Regions from separate parts of the Callithrix jacchus genome. Here region 2 is linked to region 1. Evidence: chromatin contacts called from public Hi-C data. All regions are on one chromosome and are shown on one strand. The core of a region is the stretch at or near the end of the contact, and the rest is flanking DNA. Distances in the headings are between cores, read along the strand shown.

The links. A called contact is a pair of places that touch in the nucleus more often than the background predicts.
Region 2: a Hi-C map of skeletal muscle shows a contact between it and region 1, with 4 times the contacts expected there. The contact joins the promoter of ACKR1 here to the enhancer-like site in region 1. A contact is called at or near these places in 3 of 3 Hi-C or Micro-C datasets (induced pluripotent stem cells and skeletal muscle).

The regions. Positions count from the first base shown.
Region 1 is chr18:19,188,766-19,196,370 of calJac240_pri, reverse strand. The region is part of intron 1 of LOC128930120; the gene reads left to right. Among named protein-coding and RNA genes, the nearest start is that of CADM3, 11 kb to the left of the region's middle. Within about 2 kb of position 2,665, at least 2 of the 16 cell types and tissues checked have an H3K27ac peak or open chromatin away from gene starts, as enhancers often do.
Region 2 is chr18:19,229,346-19,236,950 of calJac240_pri, reverse strand. ACKR1 (atypical chemokine receptor 1 (Duffy blood group)) reads right to left here and starts at 2,769. Exons shown (of 3, transcript XM_008984691.5): 1 at 576-2,769. CADM3 (cell adhesion molecule 3) reads right to left here. Exons shown (of 9, transcript XM_002760155.6): 7 at 7,155-7,324; 8 at 4,406-4,531; 9 at 813-3,333. The coding sequence ends at 3,215.

The sequences.
Region 1 (7,605 bases), core at 1,416-3,915:
AATATGAGCACTGTCCCAGTTTGCCAGGGACTACATCGTTTTTCAGGACTTCAAGTGCTAACATCGGGAAAGTCCTGAGCAAACTGGGATGGTTGGTCACCCTAAGCAGTTTCTGACAGAAACAGCCTTCCCTTGGTAGCACCTGTTACCCAGACCATCTCCCTGGCAACCAGCTGGGGGTCATCTCCAGGGCAGATTGGAGGGGGAGGAAAGCCAAGTGAGATTTTTCTTGTGTTTCAGGGGAGGGTAGAGGTGGGAAGTGGGTAGGGGGTGGTGAGTCAGAATAGCTAGGCCAATTGAATGGGAGGAGGGAGAAGAAAGGCTAAGTAGGAGACAGAATGTGGAGGGTTTTTTTCTTATCCAGGATCCTACCTTCATTCTCTGATATCTTGGGCTCTCTCTGGTGGTAACGAACATTGAAAACTCAAAACAATAAGTATTACAGCGAGTGAATGTGAATATATTTAGCTTTTTATTTATGCGTAGGTTTCATATGTTCATGCATGTATTTATTCATTCAGCATTAATAGAGTGCCTACTATGCACTTAGCACCTTGCTTACGCTCTGTCACTTAGTCTAATGCACGACCCTATGACTTGTAGGTAGTATGATTCTCATTTTACAGATGAGGAAAATGGGGCTCAGGAATTTCATAACTTCCTATAAGTCACACCTTAACTGATGGAGCTGAGATCTTAATTTAGGGGCATCTCTAAAATTCTTGGTCATGCCAACAGACCAGCATACACCCACCTGTGCCTGATTCAAACAGTTACTTGGAGCCACCTGTTACAAATAATACATATATCTGTGATATTCCGGTTCTAGGTTAATAATAAAGATCCTTTCCATGGTGCTAACAGGTGCTCCCAGGTGATTCTTATGCCCTGGCATTCCTGAGAAATGACCCACCGTAGCCTGGTGGGTCATTTATTGAGCTGGTCCCCTGACCAGCTCAATAACTCCTGAGGGAACTGTAAGTGTAAGTAGCTAGTTAGAACATAGATGTGTTAAGGTGTAAAACCAAAAAATATCACTGAGTCTTTCAACAAATAATTTTCTTGACTCTTCCTCTCTAGCAATTGCTGACGTTGTCTGTAAGATCCTGTGTAATCTGGCCTTTGCCTGTCTCTCTAACCTCGTGTAACCTCATGGCCACAGTTACAAATTTATTTTTGTTGTTTGTTTGCTTTTTCATTTTTAATCTTCAGCACACCAAGCCCATTCCCATTCTATGCCTTTGCATGACCTTTCCTTCTGAACCGAATACTCCTGCCCCGCTTTGTGCTAAGGCACTTCTGCTTTCACATCTTTTTTTTTTTTTTTTTTTTTTTGAGACAGAGTGTTGCTCTGGAGTGCAGTGGCGCTATCCCAGCTCACTGCAACTTTCGTTTTCTGGTTTCAAGCAATTCTCCTGCCTCGGCCTCCCGAGCAGCTGGGACAACAGGGACACACCCACCATGCCTGGCTAATTTTTTGTACTTTTAGTAGAGATGGGGTTTCACCATGTTGGCCAGGATGGTCTCGATCTCTTGACCTCGTGATCCACCCACCTCGGCTTCCCAAAGTACTGGGATTACAGGCGTGACTGCTGTCACATTTTAGCCTAAATTAACTTCCTCAGAGAGGCTGTCTCATTTCCTTGCAATCACTTTCATTTTCTGCTGTTTTCTTAATAATTTATCTGTTGTTTATTATTGTCTTTATTCCTTCTACCAGCAAATGTAAATTCCATGAGGAAAGAAACCCTATCAACTTTGATCAAAGTCGAGTTGCCAGGAACTTAGAGGATAGAGGATATTGCACATAATAGTACCTGGCACATAATAGGTGCTTGCTTATTAAATGCCGGTTGACTTGGAGAAGAGTGTTCACATTCTTTGATTTTACACTTTGATTTTACAAGCAAGAACTTTTGTCTTAGGTCCAAAGTAAACCTCCCACTGCCATTTAAGACTTTTCCTTCTGGTTCGTGAAAGAAGACATCTCTTTCTTTTTTATGAGCCTCTATATAATATCCCTCTAGAGGATTTAAGACTGTTATTAAATTACCCCTTAACTTCCTCTACATTAGCTGAAATGCCCTAATTCTTAACCTTCTGCCAGTTCCTTTATCATTCTAGTATCTTTTCTCTGATCCTTTTCACCTAAATAGTTGTGTTCAGAACAGGTCCTAGTAGGTGAGTTAGGCTTTGGCTGATGGTCATGAGTTGAACATGATATGCTATTCCATGACCCTTTGTATGTTTTATGGTATTCTTTATTTTTCATCTGTTTCTTTTAGCTAACTCACAGTTAGCTTGTGGTCTATTTTGGTCCTAAAATCTTTTTAAATTCTAAAATCCCAGAGCCTGTTATTAACGAAAGTTGTATTCCCTAGCAAGGTGACATCCGTTAAGGTGCGCCACCAGTTTTTGGTCCCCGGGCTTCCTTATGGACCGCTGTGCCTGTGTGCCCACACCTGCCAGGCTGGTGATTGCTGCTGCTATTCCTGTGGCTAAGCCAAGAGTGGAGGCAGATGCGTTTAGTGTTCTCACTATGTTCAGAAAAGGCCATAGCTTGTTTTCATGTGGACTGTGAAGCCCTAGGAACGACTGTGTGTGCTGCTCTGAGAAAGTTAACCAGGTTCTGGGCCCAGCTCCAAGGAGACATTTCTGACTCATTGGAAAGGCAGAAGAGTGCAGGAGAGTGAGAAAGCATGGATTTGGAAAGTGGACTCATCTGGGCTGAAATACCAGCTGTGCCACTTATGTCATTTGAGATCAGTCTTTTCGTTTGTTAAACATCAGACATTGTTTTTGTCTATTTTGTATGCTTGTAAAGATTATTAAATGAAGACATTTATGTAAAACTCCTACCATAGAACTCAATACATGTTCGTTACCTCTCTCTGTGCCCTTTTCACCCTAGAGGAGGGGGATGTTCCTCTGTTTCTGTGAGTGTGCCATAGAATCTTGCCCTGTGTTCATTGTCCGAGTATAAAGCCCTACTTGGATCTAGACTTTCAGTTCCAGTAACTTTTTTCACTTTTGCCAAGGTCTCTCTGTTAGCCTGCTCTCTACCACCCTCGTGTGGCCACCCTGACCCTTTGTCATTCCTGATCCTCTGCTCCCTCAGTGTGGTGGCTTTGCTGTAATGCAGCCTCTCCCTTCTTGGCAAATAGAACTCCCAACTCCTCTAAGTTTTAACACACACCTGAAACATTTTTCAGTTTAATTTTAGTCTTCTTTTCTCATGTAGTGTTATCTCAGTTATTCTAACCTTTCCTCGCTTCTTTCTAATATTTACCCATCTGCCAAAGACTGCATGAACTCTGTCCTACATGTTGAGAATTTGGACCCAGTGAGGTCTTCAAGTTTCCAATCCCATTATCTGTTTCCATGCTCAACGCCAAGTTCTCTTTCCCATGAATGACGAAGAAACAGTGTACAGTTGACCCTTGAACAACACGGGTTTGAACTGTGTGGATCCACTTATACATGGCTTTCTTTTTCAATAAATACAGTTTGCCCTCTGTACCTGCAGGCTCCATATCTGCAACCAAACAATATTCTCTGGTTGAGAAACCTGCGCTATGAAGAGAAAACTTTTTCTATATGCCAGTTTCCTGGTTCTGCTGGTTTCACAGGGTCAGTTGCAGAACTTGACTATGGGCAGATTTTGGATCCTGTGCCAGGGGTGTCGGCGTCCTGCAGCCAATTCCCTGCAGATACTGAGGGATGACTGTATTGTCATAGACTATCTAATCATAGGAAGCTCTATTTTTTTCCCCTGCAAACTAAATCTGTTTAAGTTAATAAGGAAAAGTATACCTGTTCTTGCCTTGTTAAAGGGTAATGATGGATCTTGGATAGACCCAAATATTAACACTTCAGAGTGAGGGTGAACTTTCTCCCTTTCCTAATTGCATAGCATTTCTATCACGGGGAATGAAGGATTATTTAGGATATAGTCAGTGTACTGGTTTGAAAAACTTCGTGGTTGAGAAATAAGGGAAATCAATTTGGTGAGATTGCTAGGTTAAACCAAATTTGGGAGGTGGGATTTGAAAACTCGACACTGAAGAGCTTTATCTTTATCCCATCAGTTGGAAAAAATTTGTAGCAGGATGTTATGTTACTGAATTGGTATTTAAAGATTAATCCTAAGATTCACTGTGGTAAAGATGGTAATCTTTAATTTATAAATTTGACGCAATACGATGCTAAATCCCAATAAGCTGTTTTATGGAACTTGACTAGCCGATTCTAACATTCCCTTGGAAGATAAAGTCAAGAGTAAATAGCCATAATTTTTTTAAACACATGGGGCTAAGGGGGAGGATGATTTTTCTAGCTATCCTAAGCTACTTTAAAATTACAGCAATTAAAACATGAAATCTTGGCACAGGAATACATAAATAGAACCATGGAATCGAAGAGAGAGTGCAGTTACAAACCAACTTGGAAATTTAGTGTGTGAAGAGTGCTACCTTCATTATATGCTACACTTCTAATCAGTGACTAAAGGGTTGTACTGTTTACAGACATTAAAATAATTGGTTAACTGTTTGGCACTTGGTATGGGATAGGTCTAGCCTTCCCTTATATCATATACAACAATATATTTCAGGTGGACTCATGCTAAATTTTTTTTTTTTTTTGAGATGGAGTTTTGCTCTCGTTACCCAGGCTGGTGTGCAATGGCACAACCTCGGCTCACTGCAACCTCCGCCTCCCGGGTTCAAGCAATTCTCCTGCCTCAGCCTCCTGAGTAGCTTGGACTACAGGACCGTGCCACCACACTCAGCTAATTTTTTTGTATTTTTAGTAGAGATGGGGTTTCACCATGTTGGCCAGGATGGTCTTGATCTCTTGACCTCGTGATCTGCCCATCTCCGCCTCCCAATATTGCATGATTTTTTAAACTGACATAATTGCAGACCCATAGACAGAATGTAAAAGTCAGTCACAGACTGGGACAATTTTATTTACAATATATATACCAAACTATCAAATTGCTAACATGCAAAATAGTCAGCAAATAAGCATAAAAAAGACAAACAGTCCAAGAGAAAATTGGGCAAAGGCTATGAGTAGGATTTCTCAGAAAAAAATACAGTTGTCTAATAAACATCTGAAAAGATGACCAACGGCATTTGGATTTTCAGAAATACAAGTTACAGCACCAAAGAGATCCTAGGCTGTTAAAAAGCATCAAAGAACCCATCAGATTGTTAAAAATTAAAATGATGGATAATACTCAGTGTTGGCAAGTGCTTAGGGAAATAGGCACCATTATATATGGTTAGTGAGGATATAAATTGGCACAGCCTTTTTGAAGATATTCTGGCAGAATGTATCAAAATTAAAAATAGAAATACCAGCAGTGCTGTTTCTACAAATGATGCCATAGATCTGTTCACATGAGTGCTCTGATTTATGTGCAGAGATATGCATCACTTCATTCTTTTCCAGTAGTGAAAAATTGAAGACAACATAAATATTCATCAATAGTGAATTGGATAAATTATGCTATATCATACTTTGTAATAACATATTGCAGTTAAAAAGAATGAGGTAAATTTATATCTACCAAAATAGAAAGATACAGAAGGTATATTGTTAAGTGAAAATACAAAGAAAATACACATACTGCTTTCCTTTTTGTGTAAAATGGGAAAAAGCATAAACCATATACATGTGTATATGTTAAATTTTATGTACATATAAATATGTGTTTAAGTAAATGAATAGTTACTTACCGGCTGTGTGACTTCAGGTAAGATACCTAACCGCCTCAGTACTTTTTTTCTTTGTTTGGAAAATAGAGATAATTTTACATGACCCCTAGGGTTGCATGATGTGAGGATTAAATAAATTAATCCATTTAAAGTGCTTTAAATAGTGCCTGGTACATGGTAGGCACTTGAGTGTTTTTGTTGTTCAGATGCATATTAAACTTGGAAAATTATTTCCTGGGCCAGCAGTGAGACTTAAGGCATAAGGGGGTTTTATTGTCCATGTTATATACTGTATGTTTTTATAATAATGATGTGCTTATGTGTTAAATGATTAATATTTTTTAAAATTATTATTAAAAGCATATTCTAAGAAGATGAGTTAAAAGATGATTATAGAAATCCAGGAACGAAGTAAAAGAGTCCTGAGTGAGGGCAGTGGAATTTGGAATGGAAAAGAGGTGCTACGTTTGATGTTGGTTATGGGAAGCAAGAGGGAGGGAGAAGGCTAAGGCAGCTCTCAGTTTTGGCTTGGAAAATGCTGAACCATGAAAAGAAATAGTAGAGTTAGGAGAAGCTTGTTGTTGGGTGTAGCAGTTTGGAATGAAGGAGGATTAGTGTTTTACCTGAGGTTGCTAAAACAGAATACCATAAACTACATTGCTTAAACAGCAAGACTTTGGTTTCTCACAGTTCTGGAGGCTGGGAAGTCCAAGATCAAGGTACTGGTGGATTTGATTCCTCTTGAGTGTCCTCTTCCTGGTTTACAGGCAGCCACCTTCTCAAGGTGTCTTCACGGGTTGGAGAAAGAGATTGTTTCTCCGTGTTTCTTCTTACAACGACACTAATTCCATTTATTAGGGCTCCAGCTTCATGACCAAATCACCTCTCATAGGGCTCACATCTAAATACATGAAAGATTAGGGTGTTGACATATAAATTTGCAGGAGACACAAAAAATTCATAACAACTAATTTTGTTTAGATTACATTGAGTTTAAGCTGATGGCAAGCCATCTAGTAGAAGATATTCAATAAACTGGATATGGAAGCTGGAGCTCTGGAGAAAGTTGAATATTCTACTACTTTGAAGAAGAGCAGCCTAAGAAGCCTTAAGTACTCAGTCTTATTTTAAGAGTTTCCATCTAATATTTCAATTAGAAAAATCAAGAACTGTGGTATTATAGGATGATATGTGGCTAGAGGGATAAATACCCATTCTAATGATTTTGTTTGTTTATTCTTTTTCTTCAGTAAACATATATTGAACAACTGTCTTGTGTCAGGGACTGCCCAGACTATCAAGGGTAAAAGGAACTCAAGTTGCTCTCTTTCCGATAGGAACAGAGATGCTCAAAATTGAGTACATTACAGAGTGCTCAGTCTTCTGATAGCCATATGCACTGGGTGCATTAATGGTGTGAAGATGGATGTGATCCAATCTGCTTGGGGTTGTGGTGTATGTCAGGGAAGATATTATAGGAAATGAGGTGATTGAAACTGAGTCTTCAAGGAGGAGGAACAGTCTTCCAGACAGATGTGAAGGTGGGGACATGAGAAAGGCATTCCAAAAAGAGAAACCATTGCAGCATACCAAGTCCTATTAGTATGGAAAAAGAAACTTTTTTTTTTTTTTTTTTTCATTTAGGGCACTCTAACTACTTACTGCAAAACATAAGTTGAAGGATGAGGCTGGGGGGATAATAGTAAATGATGTTGAAAAGATGGACAAGAATCAGATCACAAATGGCTTTTAGGCTCTTCTCTAAACAAGAGAGAAACTTTAAGGGGTTTTGCCTTCAAGAACAATTATAATTGCTCCATTGGTGGTGTGGCTGATTGGTGGAAGGCCTGCAGGGATGGTTACAGGTAGACAAGTCAGAGAT
Region 2 (7,605 bases), core at 1,520-4,019, 40 kb before region 1:
AGCCACCTATGGGTGCAGTGCATACGAAGTGGAATAGAAGGTCTGACAAGTTGAAGTAGGCTCTAGGGGACAATGGAACAGCATAGTTTCAAATGGGACTGTTGCCCACAGGGTGACGTCTTTTCAAATTTCTACTGGGGGACATAAAGTCTGTGGAACTGCTTCACTGGCCAGGCATCTCAGCAATATGTAAAGTTTCTTATAGAGGGGCAGAGCTGGCAAGCAGAGAGAAAGGGCATCTACCCTGCAGGCAGGCAGTCTCCAAAGCCCAAGTCACTTCTTTCTAGTGGCCCCTCCCTGCTGCCTGCCCCCCTCAGCTGCTTCCCCAGGTCTCCACTGTTTCATCACCCCTCTCTGCTTTTATTTCCTCACTTGGGAAGACACAGCGGGGATGTAGGGAGTGGTGAGCCATGGAGGGCCCAAGTCAGAGCAACGAGATAGAAAGGGCTGCTGCATTTGTCCGAGACAGCATTGCCTGCTTCAACACCAAAGCTGTCACGGCCCTTCTGTCCCATTCATGTAGGGCTTCCTGGGGGGCAAAGCACCTCAGACCCAAGGTGCAGAGGGATGGGTACCTCATAGGGATTTCCCCCCTTTTCTCCCAAGTCACTCGCTCAAGTTTCAGGTTCAACATGAAGGGGCTGGAGAGTGAATTTAGTCTGGTGGTGTCTAGTGATGCTCTCCGGGGTGGGGTTGATGGTGCCTCCATCGCCGTCTCAACATTCTCCAGCAATGCCTGGCAGAGGGTGGGGGGAAGCAGTCAGACGCCCCCCAAGACACTCTCCGGAAAGGAAAGGCTTAGCAAAAGGAGGTGAACACACTTCTCTCCCTTGGAGAGTTATATTGTTGCTGTACATAGATATCCGTGAGAGTGGCCTGGCAAGGGACACACCACCTTTTGAGGCACCAGGCACCACGTGCAAGGGGTATGGGAAGAACAGTCCTCACATACACATATCCCAGCAGCAGCAAGAGGAGCAGAAAGGAGGCAGCCGAATGACACGGATAATCCAGATATATTGAGGGAGGCCCCTCTGAGATTAGCACAGGAGAGTTAGAAAGATTATAAAGATACACGGTCCCCTCCCTGCTCCCTTCCCCCACCCCCATCCCTGGACAGACACACACAGCACAACAGCCCCTCTCCCTCCCACCCCCCCATACAAATATGGCTTCTGTGTAATATGGACAGAGTGGTTCAGCTCGAAGAGGAAAAGTCATTTTCCCAAAAGCGGGTGCTGGGAGACAAGAAGCTTGGCAGGCCAGGGGCCCCAGGCTCCCTTGCTGTTGTAAGAGGAGTAGGCCCTGGCTTAGGTGAGGGGCTGCCCGTGGTGCCCAGGGCCCTAACCAGCAGCTGGAAGATTCACAACAGTAGTACCTGAACTGAAGGGGGGTGGGCAGACCTGCCAGATTGCAGCTGCCCCTTTTTGCATGCCCATTGTCAGAGCACGGAGGAAAAGGTGGCGGAGGGTGGGAGTGATGCCAAGGGCATCCTGGAGCTGAGGCGGGGCAGTCCAGCCAGGACAGGGAGGACCAGGAACCTCATTTCCATGGCAACCAGCTGGGGCCGTGAGAAGGAAGACAGGAAACCAAAAGGAGGGGTGGGGACCCAGCCCTCAATTCACTGGGTACAGATTGTGGGAAAAATAGGTGGTGGTAGGTCAGTCCAGGGTCAATGCCAAGGAGAGGCCTGAGGGGTGCATAGCAAAGGCTGTGGCACTAACTCCATGGCTCAGAAGAGGGAAATCCAGGGAAGGGCTGAATGCTGTGTATCAGGGAGAGATGGAATGGACAGCTGGGCAAACACACACCCAAGGACTCCTTTCTCCAAGACGGATGGGCATCGGGGTGGCAGAGGGAATACCAGCATGGAACAACCTCTCAGTTGAGGCATGAACCCTGACTAGGAAGACCCCATTCCCAAAGCCTCCCCCAACATGTCCCACAGCCCTGTCCACCTGCCCAGGACCCCTGGCTCTTGGCCTTCCTCCTCAACCTCTTGCTCTGCCTCTCACTCACTCAGACGCACATGCACACACACACACACACACATGCATACACTACACACACCACACACATGCACACAGCACATTATTCCCTTAGTTTGGGCAGGAAACAGCTCAGTGCAGTGAAGCTCCTTTTAGTAGATTTGTTGTTATGTCTGCCTGGCTGCTGGGGGAGGAAGGACTAAGGGCTGATGCTGGCACCAGGAAGGGGGCACAGGGTGGCCAAGGTGGGAGGAGTAGTTGCTGAGCAACAATCCAGAGTCTTGCGTAAGAGTGAGGGGCCCCTCAGCGCAGGGAAGCAGGGGCGGTTCAGGCCTGAGAGCAGTGCCTCTCCCACCACTGCTGGAGCAAGGAGGGGCAGCCACACTCTGCTATCCCCCAGGGTGGTTCCTAAGAAAAGGAGCCGGCTTTGTTCATTTTCGGGAAAATGGGGCGACGGTCCACCTCCACCCTTCCTCCCCAAATCTACTCTTCCTTACAGGGACCTGCATCCTCCCCAGGTTGAAGGCCTAGGTCCCTGCATGGCTGTATTGCCTTCTGAGGGTCACAGCTCCCCAGGGCTCCCCTACTCATCACTTTCCCATTGCTACGGAAGAGATGGATCAGGGTGGCACCCACCTCCCTGTCCGTAGCGCCCAGGTGTGTGGCTAGCAAAGGAAAAGCCACACCCAGCCCTTGCTGACAACCCTCCCCTTCCACGATTTCTGGAGAAGTCTGGGAAGCTGCTCTGTTGTAGAGGATGAAAGGCGGGCTGGTGAGAGCCCCCCCCCCACCCCCACGGCTCCAAAGCAGCCCTGCCCCTTACCCCTCCCCTCCCTCACCCCTGTACCTTCTCTCTCCCCCTAACACTCCAGGGTTGTGTTTTGTGTTTGTTTGTTTTTTGCTTTTCTCACCCCAGGGCTCCCGCCTCTCCAGCCTGGAGACAGATTTGATTTGGGATTGTTACAAAAATAATAATAACCCAAATGCAGAGAAGCCACGGAAAGGGCTGAGGGCAACCCTCCCCTCCCCCCCGCCCTCCTCCCTCCCCATTCCAAACCGAGTACAAAACCGCACCCAAAGCAGACATTCTGTACAGGGGGGTGGGTGGGCTGGGGAGCAAGCGGGAGGGGCGGCCCTGGGGTCGCTCTGTACAAGTCCGGGTTGATGACGGCCCCAGCAGTCCCCACGGGGCCCCTGGGGGGGGCACAGGAAGTGGGTGGGTGCCCCTAGATGAAATATTCCTTCTTGTCGTCCCCTCCCGACTGCCCGCCTTCTGCATTGATGATGGCCGTGTCCGCATCTGGGGCATCGTCGGAGCCTTTTGCCTCGTGTGTCAGGTAGGTTCCTGTGTAGAGACAGAGGCTTCCCCTCTCAGGAGCAGCTTCCCAACCTCTGAGTCCACCCTGCCCACTTTCCCACCCGCCCACTCACGCACTGCTCAGGTAATTTTTCTCTCGCCAACAGCTCTCTTCTATTCCACCTTACCTAATTCCCATTTTGCTTCCCGCATCCCTCACCTGACCACACCCTCCATGAATAATGAATCCTGCCCCTAGGTAGAATCTCATCTATAATACAAAGCAAGAAAGAGAAGTGTGAGCGTGTGTCTGTGTGTGAGCGTGTGTGTGGGAGCGTGTGTGTGTGAGCGTGTGTGTGTGAGCATGTGTGTGAGCGTCTGTGAGCGTGTGTGTGAGAGCGTGTGTGTGTGGGAGCGTGTGAGCATGTGCGTGTGCGTGTGTGTGTGGGAGCGTGTGTGTGTGTGTGAGCGTGTGTGTGTGTGTGCGTGTGAACGTGTGTGTGTATGCCTGCGCATGTTCAGACAACTCGGTGGCGGGGGAAATGCTATGCCAGCTTCATGAGCAAGGCAACTGAGATCTGGCTTATGTGTGACCAGCCTATGGAGTCGGGCTTCAGGCTAGAATAGCAGAGCCAGAATTCTGAGAGGAAAAACATGGAAAGAGAGTAGAGCGAAGGCGTGGATAAAGGAGAGAAGGTAGGAAAAGCAGGGAGAGAAAAGAAAGGCAATGAGATCAAAGGAGAAAGAAAATGAAGTTAAAGAGAGAGACAGGAAGAAAGTGCAGCAAGCAATGAGATGGAGAAGCAGTTTCGGGAGCTGTCCGTCTTGCAGCAGGAGACCTGGAGGTAGAGCAGCATGGGAGCAACCGCTGACTGAGTGGGCAGGTTTGATTTCACTTGGACGATCCCCAAGTGATCAGGCTTCAGTGCCGGGTTGGTGGTGCTCAGTTGTCACAGGGTTGGCAATGATAGGGTTGGCTTCGTTTTTTGCTTCCCTACACATTCCAAAGGGCTGACACATCTCTGAAGGCCCTTTCCACTGTCGGCTTCCCATCGTGCCACCTCTGATTGGTCTCCCTGCCCCTCCCAAGTTCTGCTGATGCTCTCCCTGTGCCTCTCACCTTTGTGCCGGATCAAGTAGTGGCCAAGGAAGATGAGCATGATGAGCAGCAGGAAGACAATGAAAGCCACGATCCCGCCGATGATGGCGTGGTAGGTGCTGGAGGAGGAGGGCACCGGACTGGGGTCTGGAGGAAAGGGCAACACACAGTCGGATCTGGGGAGAGCCCTTATCTTACAGCATTCCAAGGTGGCCATGAATAGCCTCACTTAGCAGGGAGCAGGCACTAACATCAGGAAAATGGAGCACAATCATTCATCACGCCTTACTGTGTGCTTATATGCCATGCCTAGATTACAGTATTTCTTAAAACAAACTGATGGGTTAGTGAATAGATAGATAAATCTGTCCATATCTAGCCTTCTAAGTTGAGATCTTGGTACTGAAGCTTGACCTTGGCCAAAGATCATTACTTTAATGCCTCTCCTTCCCTCCTTCCCTCCCTCCCTCCCTCCTTCCCTTCCCTCCCTTCCTTCCTCCCCCTCTTTTTTTCCTTCCTTTCTCTTTTTCTAGTTTCCTCCCTCCCCCGGCTTTCATTTCCTTCTTCCTTTCTCCCTCTTTTCCTTTTATTCCCGGGTTATCAGGGTGTTCCTTCTCTGTTTCCATGCCCTCTTAGCCCCTTGTCTTCGTGATATTCTGAGCCAGCTCCCCTAGCTCTAGGGGCCTTCTCAGCCTATTCACCTGTTGCCTTAAGATTAGATAGGGAAGGAGCAATAAAAGCTGATGGAGCTAAGAATTAAGCGCTTTGACAGCACCTTACAAAAAATGATAGATTGTGGCCCCTAGGTGAAGAACCCTGTTCCCGCACGGCAGGGGAGTTTAGTGCTCCAGTGACACCCCAAGCCTCCAGCATTTCCTAAGGAGGAGGCCTGGGGTTCCATCTTCACTTTGCCACCATCCAAAGGTTTGCAGAAAGGACAAGATGCTTTCTCCCATGATATGGACGTCTCCGCCACTGGATATACCGCATCTGTCCTCCAAGGCAACCTATATAGAGGGTCGACAGCACAGACTGGGCCAGGCATAGCAAAGACAGCAGCAGCCATAGCCAGAGTCCCAAATATCAGAGGGACCCACACAGGCCCAGCACACAATTCTGATGTAGCCGTAGACAGAACCCTCCCACCCATGGGAGAGCTGCTGTTTTCCACGGACTCAGCTTGAGTCTTAATGCCTCATTGACTCCTTACACATTTTGTCTTTCCCACCTTATGTCTCCTCAGGCTTGGCTGGGCCAGCGTTTCAGTTCCTAGCCTGTCTACGCCTTATTTGAAAAGAAAACATTTGTGTTCTGGTTTTTTATGCTCTGCCTGGGAGGAAGGGAGACGATGAGTCCAGGGAATCTAGGGTATGATTAGGGTGGAGGTGAAGGTGTAACTTGCAGAAAGCAGAGCGAGTTTACCCGCTGTCTCTCGGGCAGTATGTGAGACATGGTCCACCTGGACAATCAATCCTGGATAATTATTCCACAGGCTATGGAAATGGCAGTTCCTTAGAAAAGCACAGGTTTCCAAGGCCAAACGACCTCTGGGCTTATCAATTACAGGCCCCTGTCTCTAGGTAGAACTGCATTTAATTTCATTCCAGTCAGGCCCACTTAAGGATATTCCTGGAAGAAGGTGCAGTAGCTCCATCTACCACCAGGCGTCAGCACTGGAACCAGACACCGTCCAACAGGACTCCCTCCGCCTGGCTGTTTAGCACAGGGCAGAGGGGAGATCAGCAAGATAACCAACCACAAGGGCATAAGAACTTTCTCTCGCTGCCAATCATCATCAGATTAGTCTGGAGAGATACGGGGGCAGAGACCGGAGCTCAGTGCATTGTCCTTGCTCTTGGCATCTTACAATAGCCTTGTTGTGCTGAGGCCGCTCCCACATGCTGAGGTCGGCCCCTGGAGTGGGAATCACCCAACCAGACATTCTGATCCCAAGAACTCAGGCCTCTTATCGCTGGGAGGCCTGGCTGCTATCCCCCCAACTGCTTTAATGAGTGTTTCAAGTGAGGGAGCCTCTGATGTTTTCCTGACAATACACGTCCCCTATTCTGAGAAAAGATTTATAAGACTTTCTGGTGGAACCCGCAGCCATTGGGATCTTCAAAACCATCCCCTGTCAACTCTCCATAAAGGGGCCTCTGTGCCACCCTGTCACTACTCCTGAGGCTGGGTTTTGTGGTCATGGCTTTGAGAAGAACTTCAGAGAAGGAGCATCACCTGGTCCCTCTAGAAGATACGGCATCAGAGAAAAGATTCTATCTCTTGGCATCATACAAGTTTCTCTCTATTTTCTGTCGAGACCCAGTACAGTGTGTTCAAGGTATGCAGGAAAAAAATGACAGCAATTGCATGCTCCGGAGACCTAGTCATAGGAGAAGCAACTCTGAGAAGGGCCAGTTAGAGAAGGAAATGCACCTGTGCCCACACTTTAGGGGCCCGGGGCCTCTGCACACAGAATTATTGTTTTTGTTGTCAGACAAGTGCGGGGGATGGAAGATGGTGTCACCCAGGCCACTACTACCAAAGAAAGGTAGATGAGAGCCCAGCCTTCTAAGGTTTTTTCACTAAGTGGCCATTACACATTCTAGAGTGGACCTGGGACCTAAGGCCTCAGGCACCCCAGGGGTGGGCTGGCTTTCCTTTACTCCACTCCCTGTCACAGTTTGGGGGTGTTATCAGGAAGTATGAAAGAAAGGGCATAAGAGGGACAGAGAAGGGAGATTCTGGAAGAAGAGATCTGAGAAGCACTCACCATTAACGTTGAGAGTGTAGTAGGCCTTGTAGCTGCCCATGTTGCTGGTGGCCGTGCAGCCATAGGTGCCGCTGTCACTCTTGTTGAGGAAGGGGAAGATCAGGGCACTCTCCTGGGTCATCTTCAGGGGCGGCACACTGCCCTCCTTCTCCCATAGGTACTGCTGGGGGCTGTCGAGGCAGACAAATCAGAAGAGCTCAGGAGAGCATAGGCCAGGGAGCTAAAAGAAAAAAAAAATAACTGGGAGCAGGAATGTCAAGGATTGTTTGATGAGGCTGGAGAAATAAATTATCAGGGCCAGAGACATTGAACTGCTATATTCCAGGTGGCCTCTTGGGGTTTGTTCTAGGGAAGCTGGAGGTCTCTTTAACTTGGCCTTTGTGGGAACCTCAGGGACTGAGCTAGGGAGTGGTCCCTTCCCACTTGTGCTGCTTTGCAGAAGAAATAATTG